Regions from separate parts of the Mus musculus genome. Here region 2 is linked to region 1. A link is a contact called in public Hi-C data. All regions are on one chromosome and are shown on one strand. The core of a region is the stretch at or near the end of the contact, and the rest is flanking DNA. Distances in the headings are between cores, read along the strand shown. Region 1 overlaps Nkain3 (Na+/K+ transporting ATPase interacting 3). Region 2 holds the start of Nkain3 (Na+/K+ transporting ATPase interacting 3).

The links. A called contact is a pair of places that touch in the nucleus more often than the background predicts.
Region 2: a Hi-C map of uterus shows a contact between it and region 1, with 2.0 times the contacts expected there. The contact joins the promoter of Nkain3 here to the enhancer-like site in region 1. A contact is called at or near these places in 4 of 39 promoter capture datasets (embryonic stem cells, hippocampal neurons, liver and 1 more), 6 of 484 Hi-C or Micro-C datasets (the AML12 cell line, hemogenic endothelial cells, nephron progenitors and 1 more), 1 of 115 datasets of contacts at active chromatin or transcription factors (embryonic forebrain) and 4 of 9 other capture datasets (adipose tissue, embryonic stem cells, liver and 1 more).

What each region holds. Positions count from the first base shown.
Region 1 is chr4:20,684,422-20,687,121 of GRCm38.p6, reverse strand. All of the region lies in intron 1 of Nkain3 (Na+/K+ transporting ATPase interacting 3), which reads left to right. Among named protein-coding and RNA genes, the nearest start is that of Nkain3, 93 kb to the left of the region's middle. Within about 2 kb of position 1,416, at least 2 of the 459 cell types and tissues checked have an H3K27ac peak or open chromatin away from gene starts, as enhancers often do. A contact at or near this core is called in uterus, where this site is marked.
Region 2 is chr4:20,777,293-20,779,992 of GRCm38.p6, reverse strand. Nkain3 (Na+/K+ transporting ATPase interacting 3) reads left to right here and starts at 1,325. Exons shown (of 6, transcript NM_001290410.1): 1 at 1,325-1,731. The coding sequence starts at 1,678.

The DNA.
Region 1 (2,700 bases), core at 167-2,666:
CAGTTGTGGAACATCACAATACATGCCTCCTTCTGTTAACATTTCAAAAGCTATGGCCACATTATTTTGTTGTTTTCTAATAGTGCTTCTGACATCTTTCTGAATAATTAGTCTTTCTCAGTAAATATTTACAAATTTTTGCTAAGATCCTCGAATCAGAAAGAAGAAAACCTTCCTCACAAATAGAATAAGGGAGAGACAATGTAAAAAGAGCACTTGGTCTATATTGATCAAAAGCCTGTTTGAGATCCTTAAGAATCTTAAGTAAAATGTCTATATAATTTCTAATATTTTGCACATAGTCATTAGGATTAAGTGCTTCATTCACTGGAAAAAGAAAATCCACTTGTATCTTCTCCTGTTATTCAGAAACTATGCAGACAGAGACCTGTACTCTGACTTAGATGGAATTAATTCTCCTATTGTGGGATGAGAAACCTCTTTTATAACCTCAGTAAGAGATTAAGTGAAGCAGTGAAAAAAAATGTTTCCATGCTATGAAGAATTGGTCTTGGACAGGTTTAGGAGCAGAAGAAATTGGAGCTGGAGGTGGGGGAGGGAACTCAGCCTAAGTAGGAAGAAACCCTTAACCCTGTCCAAAGACAGTAAATAATATACTTTCAGGGTCTAACTTTATTTTCTTTTTAAAGGGTTAGTTTTGCTTTTTCTGATAATTTTCACTTCTAACTTTAACTATGTCATTTTTACCTGCTACTGGTTTTATTTGTTTCCAAAGCTGGAATGTTTCACCAGAAATTTTTTTCTGGTCCCTTTGCATCTACCTCTCCATGAATTGTTTTTCCTAATCTGGACCAACTTCTGGAATCCAGGAATTCTTCCTCAGAGAAAAAAGGCTGAAGTTCACTAATGACCTCCATGAATTTCATTAACTGGTGATGTCATACTTTACCTCTTTCCTCCAAAGATAAATTTTGTAGAACTAGTTCAAACAAATGTTACTCTGTTGACCTTACATGACCCATCTTTTTATTATACTTATGTGTACCTGATTTCCAGGAGTTCCTTGCCATTACCACCTTTTCCCTTTTCCTTCCCTTAAGTCTCCTTATTTCAAGTCCCTGTTTGAGAACTACTGATAAGTGTCAGAGCTTACTTACCATACCAAGGTTACCTGACATGTCCAGGAGGAAGTAAACTCGGCCAGCTCGAGGATCCTCAAGAAAACTTAAGTGTGGCAATTATATTGAAAGTAGTCAGACTTTTTATACTTTTTATCAGGAGCAGATTATAATGGCAATTGCCCAGATCAATAGAGTTGCAGTTGCCAGGATACAGTGACATTTGCAAGCTATACAGGAAACACAAGATTAATGTCTAAGACCAATTGTTCTGTCATGCTTTTATGCTTGCTTGACTTACAAGTGAACATACAGGAAAACACAAAGTAGCCTGAATGCCTCACTGCCTGATGGTGTGTTTCAATCTCTCAGGAACTGGAAGGCACATTGTGCTCCAGTAGCCATGCACTCAAACCTGAAAAACTTATGTCACATCCCTCTCAAGGCAGCTAAGTCAGGACAACTTCAGGATGCCCCACAATTCTATATCAGGAGTTCATGGCCTTGGGAGTCTGGTTTGATGAAGAATTTGCTGCTTTAAGAAAACAAGGAATAAGAGCTTCATAGAAAGGTCATTTTCAAGTATGACTATGAATCATGAAATGAGGGCTTATCTTTTTAACTTATGTATTTATTCTTCTCATATATTACATCCTGACTCTAGTTTCTCCTCCCTTCTATCCTCTCAGTCTCTGTCCTCATCCTGATCCCCAACTCCCATACATCCCTCCTTCTTTTTTCTTCAGAAAAGCTCAGAACTCCAATGGATATCAACCAAACATTGTATATCAAGTTGCAATAAGAATAGGCACCAAGCCTCTTATGGATTATGGAAGCCAATATGAGGAAATAACTAGCTCATACTCTAAACTAAGAGTGACACAGGGAGGGCATAGCACATGTATGTGTTTCTAGTAGGCTAACACTTTGTGGTGACAAAATGTATGAGTCATATAGAGAGTCAGTAATAAGTGTATGCACAGTCATGCCTGCCATCATGAATGTTGTGCTTATGATCTCGTTAGCCATAGGATAATCAAGAAGAAATGCAGACACATAGTCTTCCAGTGATAGCTAATATCCACTTATAGTTAAGTACATAATATGTTTATATTTCTGAGTCTGGGTTGCCTTACTCAGGATGACTTTTTTCTAGTTCCATTCATTTGCCTGCAAATTTCATGATGTAATTATTTTTAATTGCTGAGTAACTCTCTGCTGTGTAAACTAATCACAATCACACTTTCTTCATCCCTTTTTTTTCTTTTTTTTTCTTTTTCTTTCTTTCTTTTTTTAGCTGAGGGTCATCTAGGTTGTTGGCAGTGTTTGGCTGGTATGAATAAAGCTGATGTGAACATAACAGAGAAAGTGTCCTTAGGGTAGGATAGAGCATCCTTTGGCTATATACTAATGAATGGTACAGCTGGGTCTTGAGGTCCATTGATTCCCAGTTTACTGAGGAGCTGCCATGTCAATTTCCACAGTGGTTGGACAAGTTTGTACTCCCACCAGCAATGGAGGAGTATGCCCCTTGCTTCCTATTCTCACCACCATGTGCTGCCACTATTGTTATTAATCTTAGCCATTGTGACAGGTATAAGAAGAAATACCAAAGTAATTT
Region 2 (2,700 bases), core at 76-2,575, 93 kb before region 1:
AAGAGCAGGACATAAAATTGCAAGAGAAACAAAAATCCAAAACTAATGTCTGAATGGGTTAAATACATACTCTTGCCTTTTCTCTCTTTATAGACCAGGGTATCCTTGAACTCAGAGAGATCAGCCTACTTACGCCTCCAGAGTGCTAAGAGGCAAGAGACACTTGACCTAGCCTTCACTTTTTCTTAACTTATAAACCAAGAATCTACCAGGAGAGCAGCAATAGGTTAAAAACCGTGTTTCCAGCCTTGTTCCTCTTTGGACTCAATTTGTCAAGGGTTTATTTTTGATTCTTTTCTTTTCTTTTTCTTTTTCTTTTTCTTTCTTTTCTTTTCTTTTTTTTTCTTTTTCTTTTTTGGTTTTTCGACTTATTCCTGATTCTTGAGGAGTGATTTAGCTACAGAACTCCTGGGCTCTGCTCTGTTCATGTGAGGGTAGTCAGTTTCTTTAGAATTCGTGGAGAGTTTGTTTGGTATCTTAAGTAACTAGAATTAGGTTTTACTTCTAGGCTCCTCTCACTTTTTCTCTGTCCAACTTCTTATTTGTGTTTATTCTAGAAATATCTCATTATTATTAAAAGGCCCTGTCTTTTCCTTGTCAGTGTCTCTATGAAGACTCCCAAGGCACTCCAAATTAAAGCCTTAAGTCAGTTTGAGCAGTGTGTCTAGTCTCTGGGCTCTTGGGGGAACATTAAGCTCTGCTGTGACCCTAGGCAACTTTTCCTAGAAGATTCCAGCAGGGGCGCCTGGTGCGAAAAATGTCATCTCCGCTGACCTGGGACCCAGAGTCTTGGGTTGAGACCCTTATTGATTGAACCACCTCTTAGCGCCATGCCAGTGGCTCAGTCCACTGCCCTACCTTGGCCATTCATTATGTAGAGTGCTTTCACGTTGAGTTCCAAGTCTCTTGGTCCTTCCTCCCCACACACCAAACAGAACATGTACCTCTCCAGGGCAGCGTGGGTAAACCTAGCTCCAGGTTTTGCAGTAGCTTTCACCCACTCCTCACACCCAGAAAGAAAACCTACAGCTTATGACTCCACAATTGCTCCGTGAGCCTAGGCTTCAAATCCCTGGGGGCCTCCCAGATTCAAGCTCATTCACATTCAATCTCATCCTCCCACAGTCTCTTTCTCTCTCCCCAGACTCCTAACAAGACAAGACGATCCTCCCCAGAGGCGCTCTCTTTCATTCATCCCCTCCCAACTCACACACACACACACACACACACACACACACACACACACACACACACACACTCGCGTGAGCACACACTCTCACACACCGACCCAGACAGCCCACCGCACTTTCCAGACACCCACCTCCTGCATACTCCCCTCCCCTAAAAGACATTCACCCACTCACCAGCTGTAGCCTCTTCCATCCCCCGCCCTCCGCCCGGCTCCCCCTCCTCAAGAAGCCGACCCTCGCGCTAGGAGGTAGGGACCCCTGGCAGACGCACTGCACGGGCGCGCCGCGCTGACCTCCGCCCGCCCTGCACGCAGATTAACAAAGGCGACAGCGAGCCCCAGTCCGAAAGCAGAAAGCCGGCCGCGGGGTCCGGAGCCTGCGCCCGGTCAGTCGGGGAGAGAGCCGCGCGGGCTGCTCTGAAGTCGCAGGATACAGCCGGAGCTGCCAGATCTCTCTCAAGCGGCGCTGCTGGGACGCTGGCCGCACCATGGGCTGCTGCACCGGGCGCTGCTCGCTGGTCTGTCTCTGCGCACTGCAGCTGGTAAGTGCCCAGTGCGTCCGGGTCTGGAAACAGCCCGCTTTTCGGACTGGCTTGTAGGGCTCTGTCCCTGGATCCGAAGCTCCCGGCTAAAGACCGGTGAGCCGGCAGAGCGCATCAGAGGGATCCCCCACCCTCTCTGTCCCTTCCAGGTTATCTGTGCCTCCCGCCTGGTAGCTCTTGCCCGCAGGAGGGCGCGGTCTCACTTCTGGTCCCACGCGCTTGGGTTCACTGCGCCCCCACCCGGCATCGCCACGCGGTCGGGGGCAGCTGGGGTGGCGTTCCAGGAGAGAGCATTTTCCCCGCCCCTCTCTTGGACACCTAGCGTGTGCATCCTCTGCAATTCTGCTTAAGTTATGCCTGGGTTTGGAGCTTGCTCTTATTGGGACGGTTTTCTGGAGATAGGTTCTTGTTTGGTTAGAAGGTGCTTGAGGGCAGCTAGTTACTGAGAGAGCTACAATCTCACCTCTCTTTCAGTATCTGGAAGGCGATCGTAGAGGAGTGGAGTACTCCAGGAACATGTGGTTGTGCTTGGGAACCACAAGTTCAGCCTCTGCCTTTTCAGTTCCTCTTTTGATTTTCTTGAAATGCTGCGTGCTCAGGATGCGACGGACTGACAGCTGTCTTTGGGGAGTGAACAGAGCAAAGAAGGGAACCCGGCTTCTGTTTGGCTTGGCCCCTTGCCCAGGGAGTGAGTGGAATAGGAAGTTGGAAATCAGGGTGCAAAGATAAAAGACCTTTCTGATTCTATGCAAATACTCTGGGTCCTATTGTCATTAGGATTGATTCTGTGGTCTGTTTCGTGGTTACCAGAAGTCAAGGCTGCAATCTCCTGTGCTAGACTTTTGTGAGTGAGATTCATAGTCTTTTTTTTTTTTTTCCCTCCTAGTTCAGGGAGCAGACCTTGTAGGCTCCCCGCGGCACTTCCTTTCTTTGAAGCATTGCGTTTGTTTTGTCAGAACCCACAAAGGT